Regions from separate parts of the Mus musculus genome. Here region 1 is linked to region 2. Evidence: chromatin contacts called from public HiChIP or PLAC-seq data. All regions are on one chromosome and are shown on one strand. Each heading gives the region's core, a stretch centred on a gene start, on an enhancer-like site or on the middle of the called end of the contact. The rest is flanking DNA. Distances are from core to core; before and after follow the strand shown.

Region 1 (7,435 bases), core at 56-2,555, 44 kb before region 2:
CAAGAGCCTCCCCTGAGTCAGGTCTAGAGACAGTGTCATTAGTCTAATGAAGGCACCTCACCTCCTGCCATAGCAGACTGGTAAAAGATAACACATTAGCCAAGGAGGAAACGTAACTGGATAAGTGCTGTGAAGAAAAGAAAGGTAGAGAGAAGGGAGGCTGGTGGCACAGGAGGTGTGATTATGAACCAACCACCTTTGCCACACAGCCAATCAAATAGAATAGAATCAGATAGAATATCCCAGCTGGAATCCCCAGTTGTGTCTTCCAGCTGACCCTTCTGCGATCTCCATTTATAGGATTCTGAACCTGGGGGGCCATGTCCCTCCACACTGGACACAGCACACAAGACAGACCAGAGAGGCAGCCAACGTCCTGATCCCCCACCTTGCCTGCCTTGGACTGTTTTTAACAAATGAAATATAGAATATGTTTTTATTTCTCAAACCGTACACCTAGGAATTTGGATGGGGAGTGTGGTGGGATGTTTTAAGGCTAAAAATGTTGAGAAATGTATTGAAATGTTCCCCACCCATCACTAATCATGAACAGCATTTATTTCCAGTCCTAATTTGTGTATTCTTATTCCTTCGCAAGAATTCTATGGGGCAGAATCGCTGTAGGCCTGACCTCTACTTAGTAATTTCCTGCCACGCCTGCTCAAGGGTTATAAAACATTTTTCCGCTGGGCATGGACGATTCAGAACAATCTTTGTCCCCACGTCCACAGTCCTGTGTAACCTCTACATCGAAACAAATGTCAGGGTGATGCTTTCCCATCTCCCAGAAAGACTTTCCGTGGGAAGGTTTACTTCTGGCTTTGGGGGATCTGGATTAACCCCTCAAGGATACCTGGGAGAAAGGTCTGAAAGCAAAGCGGCTATTAAAGGCTCAGATGCCATTTTAGGCGTGTTTCCTTTCCCTTTTCTGGACACACAACTGAAATTTTTCAAAAGTCCCAATCAGCTTTTCAAATTCCTCCTCCCATGATACACATACACACATACACCACTCTGACTAGTAGTTAAGTGGACTCTGTTTTGAGCAAACCCGCTGACTATGACCACCCAGTGACTAACCCATTTCGCTTCAGAACAAACCCATTGTGTCTTACAGCCGTTAGGAGGCTGGGACAGCATGCAAATCTGACACAGACCGCGAGACTGCCCCCTAAGAACCTGTCGGTTCCTCCTGCCCCCTGTCCCCGCCTTCACCCCAACCCTACTAGCAACTTGGTAACTGACTGGGAAGAAAAGCCTCCTGTCTTGGGGCCCCAAGCCGGAAGCCTCCCCAACCCGGTCCCGGGCAGGGGAAGGGGCGGGCACAGGCAGCAGCAGCTCAGAAGATGCACGCGGGGCTCCTGGGGCTCTCTGCCCTGCTGCAGGCGGCCGAGCAAAGCGCGCGTGAGTGAGGCGCAGCCCGCGAGTGCTCACCCCTCCAATACCCTACTCCAACCCAGTGTGCGGGGCACATCTACCACCGCTGTGCCTCCTCCTCCTCCGGCAGGCAGGCAAGCGGCGAACACTGCGCCGGTGCACGCACGATGATCTCCCGTCCTAGCCTGCAGAGCACTCCCTGTGTGATCCCCTCACCATGCATGATTTCCTCCATCCAGTTAGACATCCCTCCATGCATGGATCCTCCCCATACTCCAAACCCGGAGCCCTGAGTCCCTTCTCTCTCCTCTCGCTGGTGCTCTGCAAAGAGCTGCGTGAGGAGGCTACTTTGGAGCGCCAGCACTTGGTGAGGCGCCCTGGCTCCCTGGACACCCGGGCTCCGGGCTGGGGTGGCATGCGATCCAAGAGCTGGGAGAGGTGGAGGGGTGGGATCCCAAAGGACACTGGTTACCCTTTCGAGATTGTGACACAGCAGAACGCTGGTTTACTGAAGACAAGGGTCCTGTGGGTAGCGGAGATGAAGCAAGATGGCCATAGTTTTCGCGCCTTTCGCGTTTGAATTTGTAACCCTTTCAGTGCTGGCATAGAGTGCCTCCGCCCACTTCTGCCACTCTCCTACAAGGCCCGGTCCCTGGGGAAACTCCACCATCCGGATCCAACAAGGTTCCGCGTCCCTTCTTGGACATGGTATCTCTGAAATTTACCTCTGATTTACAGAATAATCCCTGCAGATTCCCGTCCCCAACACCCACTCAGAATCCCAAAGGGCGCTAGTTTAGGCCCTAAGAGACTAGGAAGTACACTGTTGCCCATAGTGGCCTAGTCCCCTAGCTTTCCAACAGGAAAAGAATGGATGTTTAGCAGGAAGCTTGTCAGTGCACTGAACATAACCTGGGACTGAGAAAGGAATAGTGGCTATTCTCTTCCCATAGCTGATGGGTTCCCGGCTCTGCCTCCAAGCAGTGAGGTTTGTGCCTACTGATCTACATTCCTTGGTAATCCTAGAAAACTCAGGACAACGGTAGTGTGAAAGGGTCCCTGAGTACCCTCCACAATCCCCCTCAGTAATCAGTAATACCAACACAGCTTCTCGCTGACATCCGAGGTTATATAGGTGGAGCCTGGTCTGATGGCATAGGCGTATAATCCAAGCCAATGAAGAGGTTGGGGGTGGATGAACGTGGTGAGTTCTAAACCTAACTAGGCTGCAGAAAGAGTTTAAAGCTAGCCTGTGCAACTTAGCAGAACATTGTCTCTAAATAAACAGAAAAGTGGACTCGGGGATAGCAGAGGCCTTACCTAGCACAGGAACTGCCCTGAGTTCAGTCCTTAGAAACACAAAACAAAAGAAAATCCAAAGCCAGCCTCACACAGAACCAGCTATGACTGAAGTCCAGCACATGCAGCCCTGGTTGGCTGTAACCGTGTGGTGACTCCAGGTCACTCCTGGTTGTTGGGTCCCCCAGGTACTTAGCACATATGCGGTGTAACCCCACAGACATACCACTACCACTATGCCTGTCTTATCGCTAGCAGGCCCTGTGGGCTCCTTGCTAATGGTAAGGATGCTGTGCTGGTTATGTTGAGACCTGGGTTCCTTTGAGGTTTGGTTTGGTTTGGTTATGTTTTGTTTTGTTTTGTTTTGTTTTGTTTTGTTTTGTTTTAGTTAAATGATCTGTTGGATAGAACAGACTTAAGAAAGATCACAGTTCCTAGGGATAAGAGGCAGGGCATACTGAGTGGGGCCATATGGAAAGACTCAGTTGATCAGGAGCCAGAACCTCTGCTGGAACTTCATCAAACAAGACAGGCTGACCATGGCGAATAGATTTGGAGGACTTGTTTTCTATGGGTACTTTTTTGTGAGCTTTGGGCTACAGATAGGTCCCTAGTCACTTGGCCCCTGACCTTGGACAGACTAAGGCAGAGAAATAGCATTTCCTAGGGTACATGGGTCTAAATCAGAAGCTCTGAGTTGGATAGAGTGCATACCACAGGCACATTCTTGGAAGAACACTGTGTTGTCTGTGGCAGAAAGGCTTCAGGCTGTCAGAGCACCGTAACATACAGAAGACACGTGTATATGAAACATTGCCTAACTCTGTCATTTCAACACCCCTCATCTTGTCTTTACCCCAGGCCTCTGCTCCATAGTTTTCTACTTTGCCACGGGTCGTCTCCTCTGGGGGTGGCTGGCCCTTTCTGTCCTCCTGCCCGGCTTCTTGGTCCAGGCCCTGAGCTTTCTGTGGTTCCGAGCAGATGGGCATCAGGGTCAGTGGTGGCTGGCGGTACTGCATCTTCTGCAACTTGGCGTCTGGAAGCGGTAAGAGCGCCCACCTCCCTTCCCTCTGATACAGTGGAAAAATTCCCCTATCCGTACACACTCTGACCTTAAAGCCAGGGATCTTCAGGGCCACAGCCGTGTCTGGCATTGGCATCCTAACACATACCCAGCGTCTGGGGCTCCTCCTCACTGCACCAATGACCTTTCGATGCTTTTTCTTGTCTTTAGCCAGATTCTACATCACTGCTGTTTCCACCCCTTAATGAACCTCTGGATCCACATAAATCAGCTTGCTTAAAGTGTTCCATCTGATAACTGCTACCTTGGTCCATGAAGGGGGCACAGACTTAATTGACCACAAGCTAGACAGTAAAGCCCACGTGATGACATTTGTTTTATGCATCTGTGGCAGGAAGAAGTGACCTGGGAGCCAGAGCCAGTGGTGGTTTTTTTGGTTTGGTTTGTTCTTCTTTTCTTTGTATAAAAGGTTGCCAGGTATGGACCTGGTGTAGGTGGCTTCCCTGTGCCCACAGTGTCTCCAGAGGTGACAGGGTATTGCCACCTGGAGACAGGAAGCTGTGCATTTGCAGACACAGCACACTTCCACTCCCAGCTGCCCCATAACCCTGGAGAGTTGAGAGGACTTTTCTAAAGCGGGGAAGAAATAAGGACCCAGACAGGTGAAGCCTGCGACTCAAGTGCTTACTAAATCACAGATGCTCAAGGTTTGAAGGGCATCCAAGGAACCATTGCCAAGTGCTGCTGTCTGTCCTGGTCACTTGCGTCTTCTTTCTCTACCCAGGTTGGACTTGGGTCAGAGTAGAAAGTGCTTCCAGGGAAACATGAAGTGACTGCCTCTTCTTCATGTTCCCTTCCAGCAGACCCTTGTCACATAGATGCATCAAAAACACGTGTGTTACACCAGTTCATCCTAAGCTGGGCCTTCCTGGCTGAGGTCTGTGCTCTTGTAAAACAACAGGGCTGGCACTGGCAGGGGGAGGAGTCGTCTCATAGAATTTGGGACTGCAGCCTTCTTGGAGCAGAACCTACTCTCTAAGCCCTCCTTTGCCTGGCCTTGTATAAGGGCAGAGGGCTCACTGATTGATAGATAGTTAGCTGCTGTATGTGGTGAGACCTCAAAGGCAATGGCGTATCAAACTAGTGAAATAGCTTCAACGTAAACAAGCATTTGATAGCTCAAAAGCAGAATTCAAAGTAGCCTTTAGAAAGAAGCATCCTTAACTATTCGCAGGTAAATCTGTCTTCTCGGGCTCTGTAGAGACCCTGGGGACCTTATAAGCCTTCAGGGAAGTGGTGTCAAAGACTGGTCCAGATTATGATATTTGACAGTGAACCCCCTGTCCTCTCAATATCACTACTAAGTGATGGCATGGTTTCTGGTACCTATTTAGAAATTAATCTGGATAAATTAAAGACAAGTGCAATTCAAAAACTGGGAGGAAGAAAAAGCCATGAATAGCTAATTGAGAAAAAAAACATTCAGGTGATTAAAAACTAATGTATACAGCCTTTATTCCTATCCCTTAAGATAAAAAGTCAGGCAGATCCCTGTGAGGTAGAGGCCAACCTGTGCTACATAGTTATCTCCAAGCCACTCAGGACTACATAATGAGACATATATGTCTCAAAATTATTATTATTATTATTATTATTATTATTATTGATATATTTATCAATTTATTATTTAATGTAAATATATTTATTATTTATAATAATTTATTTTATGTTTTATTTATTATATTATATATTTTATAATAATACAATAAATCAATGTAATAAATACATTAATTTATTAATATATAATTGTTGATGATAATAATGTGGGAGCTGGAGCCATGGCTCAGGGATAGAGAGCACAAACTACTGTTAAGCTCCCAGAACCCACATAAGATAGCTCACGACTGCCTCTAACTACAGGTTCAGAGGATCCGGTGCCCTCCTTTGTCTTTCATAGGTGCACATATGTGTGCGTGCACACACATACATACACACAGAGGCAAGCACACACATAAATAAAAATAAATCTGCACTTTTAAATTAATGTATAATTTTTAAAAGAGAGGATTGAGGGAAAGTAAGTCTAGATTTCCAGGAAGAGATAACGTTGCACATCCGAAGAGAAACCCAGATTGCGCAGGTCTTAGAACTTAGATCAGAGTCTTAGCTCTTAGCTTTCTGGCAGCCCAAGGAAGCCTATCCGACACGCCCTCCACAGTGTTTCGGAGACTGCTATGAGCCCAGCTACAGTCTGCCCCCTCAACAGAAAGCACTGGAAGTTGAAAGTGATGAATCCCTTTCACGCTCTGAAAGTGTCTCTCATAAACAAAACCAGGCAATAAGCCATTCCTGCAGATCACCTTTGGTTTGGTTTGGTTTGGTTTGGTTTGGTTTGGTTTGGTTTGGTTTGGTTTGGTTTGGTTTTGTTGCAGTTTGTCAAAGGCACCTGTAGGGGGAGCCAGAACAACTGTGTTTGTACAACCTCGACCTTTATCAAAATGAAACCCATTAACTGACTCCATAATGAAATGCAGACGAACGAACTAGCAACAGAAAAAAAAAATCAATAAAATGCAAACCCCTTGAGGTGAAACCGCTTATAAAAAATGCAAGGGCTGAAGACATAAATGGATTCTGGTTTTAATTCCAAACAACACAAACTATAATGTTAAGTCTACTGTTGAAGAGAACCTGGTGGTAGTTACAATTCATTTTACACCATGGCCGCTCTTTTTTTCATCTGAGCCCTTTGTTTCCACTCTAACACAGCATGTACTTGTGCCTCCTTCTTTTTAAAGAGCCTGCATATCTATTTAGAAATTCACCCTGAACGGAAGGGAGACTACCTAAGATGTCTCCTACTCAGCATGCATCTGAGCGTGGCAACTTTTCTTTAGTGAAGAGAAAGCTGAGACAAACTTTAAGAGCCTATAAGGCCAGCTTCACACATAGGTGCAGGTTCAATGTTTTTACGCAGGTAAAAGCACTTGCCTGGTGGGTGGAGGGAGAGAGCTAACTCCCAGAAGCTGTCCTCTGACTGCCATTGCACAGTACTCACCAACAAGAGTGTACACACACACACACACACACACACACACTCCATAAATAAATAAATAAATAAATAAATAAATAAGCAAGCAAATGAAGTACAGCTGTGCTCAAACCTGGCACTGCTGACTGTCTCAACTCTAACGTCACATTAACGTTAATGTTAAAATGTCCAATGTTAATGTTTAAAACATGAGCAGAAGAATCACTTATCCCCTAAGCTGTGGGCCCAGGAGAGACGATTCTAGTTGTGGTGGACATGGGTGACTTTTTTTCTTAGCCTGGTAAAATCTGAGAAGCATAATTCCAAAGACCTGTCCGGTATGGCGATTGTGCTTCCAGGCTTCCATGCAGATGCATGTTGCTTTTACTGCAGCTAAGACTCTTAGTCATCGCTGACACGGGCTCACATGGAGTACCCTGACGAGCTGCAGACTCACCTAATTAAGTACAGTGTCTGAGACTAACTTGGGAACAGCTGAAGGGAGCAGTGTCATCAGGAAGGGCCTGGAACAAAGGGGCAGACCAGGCCTTATAAAGATGGTAACAGGAACAGCTGGCACAGTCAAAAGCCCAGGATGGTTGGAAAGAGAAGGGGGCCTGAGGCAGCAGCAGCATCCAGAAGAGAAATCTGGTGCCTTTCGGGACCTCAGAAACAAGCTCCTACAGCTCCCATCTCATTCCAGA
Region 2 (7,465 bases), core at 1,013-3,512:
GTTGACAGAGAATACATAGGAAGCTCTAAGCTTTAGCCAAGGGCCGCAGCTACTCTCTCAGTTTGTACCCTCAAGACAGAGCTGGTGCTATTGTCTATCAGGAGACAGAGAACAGGGGTGCTGGGAGTCAGATCAGCTGTGGCTACCCACTCTACACAAGGTCGCTCACTCAGCAGACATCCCAAGCTTGCTGTATCTCAGGTTCTTGGATAAGGCACGGAGATACAAAGACGGCCAAGACAGTGTCTTCCTCAGTGGGACTGTGCCTAGATAAATAGATAACAGATAAATGTTTCTGTACACTAGTCTTTGTTCAGACAACACATGACCTGGGGTTAACAGATCATTTAACAAGGTAGCCCGTGTGCATCCACACATTATTTCACCCATAGAGAGGCAGACCTCTAAGAACACCACCTCTCACGTATCAAGTGCATTCCTTGTGAGATGCCTTCCAGAGTAGGGTAAGAATATGACATTAGATTGGACCACTGGGATCACCAAGGGGGAAATCTGGTCTGGAGATTCAAAGCCAGAGTTCACTGTGCCTGAGGTCTTTGAGGAGCAAGGGATGGGCCAAGTCCCCATTGAGTTTGGGGATAAGAGGAAATGCCACACATGAAACAGAGGGATGGCTAAGTGTTAGGACACCAGGCTTGAGTGTGTACCAGAAGCAAGTGTACCAAGACCATGAAGTACCAGGGAACAACTGTACCAACTGTGGCAGGTGAGCCAAATCCTACGTGGACTGGGGAAGTTATCCAGTCTAACCACACAATGCCACTGCATTGTGACCTTTGCAAGGTTGTTTCACAGAAATGTCTGGAGCTGATCAATTCTGAACGCCCACAAGAATGGGAGGAGGGTGGAGGTACTGAAGACAGGGGCTCCCTCAGATGAATTCTGGGTAAAGTAGAAGCAGACCCATAGTAGTTTGAAGTAAAAAATAAATAAAAGCTTGGGCTTTGGACTTTGTTCTGGGTTTAATGCTGTTATTGTCGGTGGTGGTTGTGGTTGTGATTGTGGTTGTGGTGGTGGTGATGGTGGGTGAATGGGAGGTAGGTTAGTTTATTGCTAGAAATCTTTTTCTGTAGCTCAGGCTGACCTTGAACTCACAAGAGTCCTCCTGACCCAGCCTTTGAAGTGCCAGGATTGTAGATGTGAGCCACTACTCCCAGTAGGTGTTTTTAATATCCAGGTAGGATGGAGCCCAAAGAAATGGGAATCTGGTAATGCAAAGGAAAGCCTGGCAGTTGAAAAGTGAAGGCACACAGGTGATGCGGGGTGGGGCTAAGCAAGGAGCCTCGGCTGATGCTCCACAGGAGCAGAGATGGGGATGCAGGCACAGAGGGGAGTGTAGGTGATGGACATATAAATATTCCCTTTGGATTGCTACAGGGAGAAGGTCGATTTATGTGGTACTAGACTCGGCTAGGGATACCCCCACCCCATAGCTGGTGGTACAAGCATTATTTCTGTGCTCCATATCTCTGAGTGTGTGTACAAGTGTTTGTGTTTTGTATATGTCAAGGAGTATGCTTAGGAATGTTTATGTGTTAATGTGTGTGAATGTATACAGAGGTGGGGGGAGTCTGAGTGTGTGAATGTATGCTTGTGTTGATGTGTGAAGTGTGTCACTGTAGGTGTATTTGAGGGTAATGACTGGTTGTGTGTATCAATCTTTGAGTGAGAGGATTGGGGGTTATTTGAACATGTATGCTCATGCAGGGATATATCTCTGTGTCTGAATGTTCGGGTGTGTTCTATCTGACAGTATTAATTGCATTTGTGTGGGTGTGTCTATATGTGTGTCTGTGTGTGTCTATGTGTGTGTTTCTGAGTATTTGCTTGAGTGTGTAGATTTATGTCTGTGTATGTTTGAATATGACTGTGTGCTTATGTGTCTGAGTGTAGGAATAGGTCTGTTTGAGTATATGTAACTGTGTCAGAGCTGGTCCAGAGGACATTCAGGGTTAGTGGAGTAGAGGGGCTGGGTGTCGAGAGGTAGGAGAGTACCTCATGGAATTCCATACCTCCCACGCGCTGTCCGGGAGGGACACTTAGAGCACAAACATGGGAAAGGCATAAACGGCAGGAAGGGCAATTGTGCCTGGCACAGGAGTGTCATGCAGAAGTAGTGGGGTGATTAAGGAAAGGGAAGTGCAAGCTGCATTGTCCAGTAAGTTTCCTGACCACCTCAGCCCACCGTGGGCGTCTGCGGCACCCTCATCCCAGGCCAAGCAAGAGGGATGGAGGACCTAGAGGCCACGCCCAGCCTAGCCTAGCCTCATCCCCAGACCTGACTGAGAAGTACTGCTCTGTGCTGTGTGGAGGCTCTGCTGGCTGCTTGGAGAAGCAAAAGCTTCCACAAGAGGCAAATGAAGCCAAGATACCACCATCCTGCCACAACCTGCCTTGGCCAGCTGGTTCTTTCCCTTGAAGGGAAAACAAAAACAAAAAAATAGGCTAACTCCTGAGAAGGGCCCCAGGAATCCAGTGTCTCATGTCTGAACAGCTGTACCTCCCTCCACAGTGGTTTTAAAGTACAATGCTGAATCCATCCTGTCCCATTTGATTGCTACATAAAAGGCAATGATATGATCCAGGGAATGGCTAAGCCAGGATAATTGTCTGTGCCTTCGTGCTCCCTGCCTCTACCCTCACCACACCACACAAGAGACTTCAGGCTTTGACTGTGTTTAGCATTCCCTTGACAGGCCTCTTTCTAATTGCATGAGATAAAATAAGTTTTAGGGATGAAGGCATTGCATCTATATATTTATTTATTTGTTTTTCAAGACAGGCTCTCGTCATCTATCTTAGATCTTTCTTTAAGGACTATGCTAGCATCAAACTCAAGGGATCTGCCTCTGCCTCCTGAGTGCTGGGATTAAAGGTGTGGTCCACCACACCCGGCTTAAGGCATTGCATATAAATGGCAACTTTAGACTAAGAACTTCCTGTACATGAGTTCAGTTAGCTGGAGCCTTGGAAACACACCACAGCTTTTTCATGGCACTTCCCAGGCCATTGGCTGTGTCAAGATGAAGCTGAATATCTCCCTCCCAGCTACCAGCTGTCAGAAACTCATCAAAGGAGATGATGACCTTAAGGTTCATTGAAGCAAATGGACACAGAAGTAGCTGCTGGTGCTCTGGATAAGGTGTGGGAGGGCTGTGTGGTTCAACCAGTGGTGAGAATGACCATTAAGCAACATGTCTTGAGCCTGGCAGAGTGAACCTGCTGTTGAGTAAGGGACACTCTTGTATAGACCAAGGATAACTGGGGAGAGGAAGCACGGGTCTGTCAAAGATGCATTCTGCATGCCAGCCTGAGAGTTCTCAACTCGATTATTGCAGAAAGGGAAAAGAGAAAGGAAGGAGGGAAGGAAGAGAGGAAGGAAGGAAGAAAAAAGGAAGATAGAGAATAAAATAGTATGATGGTTTATATATGCTCAGTCCAGGGAGTGACACTGTTAGAAGGTATGGCCCTGTTGGAGTAGGTGTGGCCTTGTTGGAGTAGGTGTGTCACTATGGGTGCAAGCTTTAAGACCCTCATCCTAGCTGCCTGGAAGCCAGTTTTCACTTCAAATGAAGACATAGAACTCTCAGCTCCTCCAGCCCCATGCTTGCCTGGATACTGCCATGCTCCCACCTTGATGATAATGGACTGAAACTCTGAACCTGTAAATCAGCCCCAGTTGAATGTTGTCTTTATAAGAGTTGCCTTGGTCACGGTGTCTGTTCACAGCAGTAAAACCCTAACTAAGACAGAAAGAATAGAATAGAATAGAATAGAATAGAATAGAATAGAATAGAATAGAATAGAATAGAATAGAATAAAGGAGAGGAGAATAGTCCTGCCTGACAAGTACTGCTATGCCTCATTGGTTGGGGCCAAAAGAGCTAGCAGTATCTATAGGTTTTTCAAGCTCTCTAATACATCATTAGAAAGCCCCCAAACAAAGAGGGTAGGAAGCTCAAGACTAAATGTCCCAAGATTCAGCATTTTGTTACTTCATGTCCTGCAACACAAAAGCTGACCAAATGCTCTGAGGAAAGAATGAGTAAGAAAAATGAGGAGGTTGCAGAGTGTGCTAAACTTTGGGTCAAGAGAATGAAGGAAGCCAAAGGAAAAATGCCAGGAACAGATCACCAAGAGACATAGGTTGCCCTTGCTGAGAGCTTCTACTTCATGTCTGAGTCAGGTCAAAACAAGGCTTTAAGAATAACAAATAAGTCATCAGACATTGAAAATAAACAACAGTCAACAGATAGTGTATATGCAAATGAAGGATCAACAGGGAGGTTTGGCTTAAGCTAGAAGGGTCTGTCTATAAATGAAATATCATTGACCTTAATAAGAACAGGGAGGATACTGCCTGCTATCCCAACACCCATAGGACCAAGAAGGCTGAGGCAAGAGGGGTCTAAAGAGGGAGGAGTATGGTAGAACATGTGGTGTGCCCTAGTGAGATCATGCTGGTCATATAGGGGCAAACGCTCTTCTGAAGGAAAGTCTATAACTGATCATGAAGTGTTTTGTTCTCTGCCATAGTCTATAGGCAAAGTGCATATTCAAGATAGTGAGTCCTGATTGTCCCCTTGACAGGCTTAAGGAGCTCATGAGATTCATGAAGAAAGCACACCTTTTCATGTGTCTAGAGAAGCTAATACAGACTCACATAGAGTTTTACTAAGGCAAAATTACATAAAGTTTAGCTAAGACAGACTCATGTGGTGTTTTACTGAGGCAAGACCCATGGAAGGACATATAATGTTTGGAGGGAGCATAAGACTCAACAGAGACAACTGACTTACATATCTAGATTTACAATGCTTTGTTGGTCCTATGTCTTCACTGACCTGCACTTCATTGAAAGAGACTCACAACAGAGAGCTTCTCCTAGCATCCCTGCTGGTCCTGATAGCTCCTACCAACACATGCCAATTCGGCAGATGCCAGGCTGTTTTTGCTGGGTCATGCCACCACTGCCAATTCATGTTTACTACCCTGACACCACTAAACTAGACTACTGATATCCTGACAATTAGAGATTAAAATCCCCCCAAACTATTTCTAAACAACAACTAAGCCTTACGACTTTTTCTAGATTGAGCTGCCGCTGCTATTTCACGTAAACTAAAATGCTAATATCCAGACAACACAGATTAGATTGCCCACCACCCAAAAATTATTTATAAATAGGTCCACTTTCCCCATATCCTAATAACCTTTCTTTTCCACTACCTATAATAGATGACAGACTAAAAGAGGGGTTAAAACATTATAATAAAAAAAAAACCCTTATTAAGTTTTTAAAAATCTAAACTTACACCTGCCTTTGGGGTATTCTCCCCCTCCCCCCATATATCCAGACAGACAGACAGACAGACAGACAGACAGACAGACAGATAGATAGATAACTGTCTTTTAGAGACAGGTATTCTCTGTGTACCCTTGGCTGTTCTGGTACTCACTCTATAAACAAGGCTGGCCTCAAACTCAAAGAGATATACATTCCTGCCTCTGCCACCCAAGTGATGGGATTAAAGGCATGTGCCACCCGCAGCTGGTCCCTTTGGTATTTATTCTTGATAACTAACATTTTCCCCTGAGATATTGGCACTTAGTCTCAATACTTAATTGATGGACATAAAGAGACATTAAAATTCAAATGTTGATCAGATTCCCCTTCTTTTCTTTTCTCTAGATGAAGCCAACAGTCCACTATCGGAATCTTAAATCATCACCGTCCTTACTGCTTAAAGACATCCTGGGTGTTTTACAAGTGAACAGCTCCTATTCAGAAAGGAAATGTTACTTCCCCAGTCTATCCAGAAAACTGTGTGTATAAACACTACTACTTTAAAAATTTAGGTCTGCAACAACAGCTTTCCTGTAAATCCAATTAAAGGCCTTTGGCAGGCAGTAGGTTTTCACTATGGTCCAACAAATTTGCTACAAGTAATAGTTCATCAGACCTAAGATGAACTTCACCTCACTCAATTTTGTTCTTGAAAGCGTTTTAAGCACTTTACTGAAGTAAGCCTTCTTTCCAAAAATCTGTGTTCATTCCCAAGGGCTGCCTAAACACCCTATCACAAAGTTTCAGACAATGTGTTTAGTGTCTCACAGTTCTAGATAGTTCAAGTCCCAAGTCAAAGTGTTGGCAGGGAACGTGTTCCCACATTCTCCTGGGGAAACTAATTAAGAATCTTTTCTTGGTCCCTGTTACCTTCTGGACACTGCCTACAAGCTTGGCTTGTGGATGCTTGGCTCCCAGCCACAGTACCCACATGGCATCCCGCCCTGTGCCTTTTTCTGATCCTTGCCCCTGGTACTGTGTTTGTTATGTGGATAAGCTGCAGTTGAGAGCTAAATTTAACTTTATTTTATGTGTGTGTTGCCTGGGTGTATGTAGTTACCCTACTGAAAATAGAGTCAGAGGGGTGGGCTGCCATGTGGGTGCTAGAAATTGAACCTGGGTCCTCTGCAAGAACAACATGCTCTTAACTGCTGTGTTGTTTCTCTGGCCAAAGGGGATTGCTCCTCAACAGGGTGGCCCTCTTTCATGAGCTGGGATCCTGAGTTGAATACAAAGAAGAACCACCTGAATTTATTCCTCTGTGAGTCCTGACTACAGATATCACATGACCAGCTGCTGTACAATCCTAGCACCATGCATTCCCCACCTTGATAGACTACTACTCAAACTGTGGACCACAACAAAGCCTTCCTTCAAGCTGATGTCCTAGGCGAACTGTCAACTTGACACAGTCTAGGGTTATCTGAGAAAAGATGCTCAGCTGAGCGATTGCCCAGATCAGATGGGCATTGGAACATGTCCTAGGAGGGGGCAGTCATTTTGTTAATTGATAAAGGAGGACCCAGCAGGCTTCCAGCAGTACCATCTCCTGGACAGGTAATCCTGAGTTGTAAAAGGACGAGGTTGATCCAGCCCGCAAGCAGGGTTCTACTATGGTTTCTGCTTCCTGTTCTGGTTTGAGTTCCTTTGCTAACTGCCCTCAGGGAAGGGCTGTGACCTGTAAGGGAGGCTAAGCCGTATCCTCTCCTAAACTGCTTTTGATCGGGCTGTTTTATTACAGCAACATAATGAAACTGGGCCCGTAGCTTCTGCTAAACACTGAATCACAGCCACTAGGAAGGTAACCAAGAGGGCCTGGTGACCTCTTCTGTGACCTCAGATCACCAGCTGCAGTCACAGTTCTCAGAAACCCAGCTCCACGGCGAGCATTCCGTGTCCATGGCCAGCATCCCATGTCCGCAGATGCCTGGAAAGCAGAAGCCAGAGGAATGCCAGCTAGAGAGACATCAAAGTCAGCCACGCCCCCAAAAGCATGGCTCTGACCTAGCTCTCTTATTTTCAAACCTCTCTTCCCTTCCCAGGCAAGACGGTAAACTTGGTCTCTTAAAGCTGGTTTCTTCAATGACTAGTAGAACA

The links. HiChIP or PLAC-seq counts read pairs in DNA pulled down with a chosen protein or histone mark.
Region 1: an H3K27ac HiChIP or PLAC-seq map of embryonic stem cells shows a contact between it and region 2, with 7 read pairs. The contact joins the promoter of Xkr5 here to the enhancer-like site in region 2. A contact is called at or near these places in 8 of 39 promoter capture datasets (the 3T3-L1 cell line, 3T3-L1-derived adipocytes, the C10 cell line and 5 more), 6 of 484 Hi-C or Micro-C datasets (the Ba/F3 cell line, CD4 T cells, the HPC-7 cell line and 3 more), 7 of 115 datasets of contacts at active chromatin or transcription factors (the SCID.adh cell line, effector CD8 T cells, embryonic stem cells and 2 more) and 1 of 9 other capture datasets (adipose tissue).

What each region holds. Positions count from the first base shown.
Region 1 is chr8:18,944,845-18,952,279 of GRCm38.p6, reverse strand. It overlaps Xkr5 (X-linked Kx blood group related 5), which reads left to right and starts at 1,305. Exons shown (of 7, transcript NM_001113350.2): 1 at 1,305-1,404; 2 at 3,538-3,721. The coding sequence starts at 1,347. It overlaps Gm40464 (a long non-coding RNA gene), which reads right to left and starts at 2,013. Exons shown (of 3, transcript XR_870173.3): 1 at 1,850-2,013.
Region 2 is chr8:18,902,113-18,909,577 of GRCm38.p6, reverse strand. It overlaps Gm35934 (a long non-coding RNA gene), which reads left to right and starts at 7,287. Exons shown (of 2, transcript XR_870172.3): 1 at 7,287-7,465. Within about 2 kb of position 2,262, at least 7 of the 459 cell types and tissues checked have an H3K27ac peak or open chromatin away from gene starts, as enhancers often do. A contact at or near this core is called in embryonic stem cells, where this site is marked.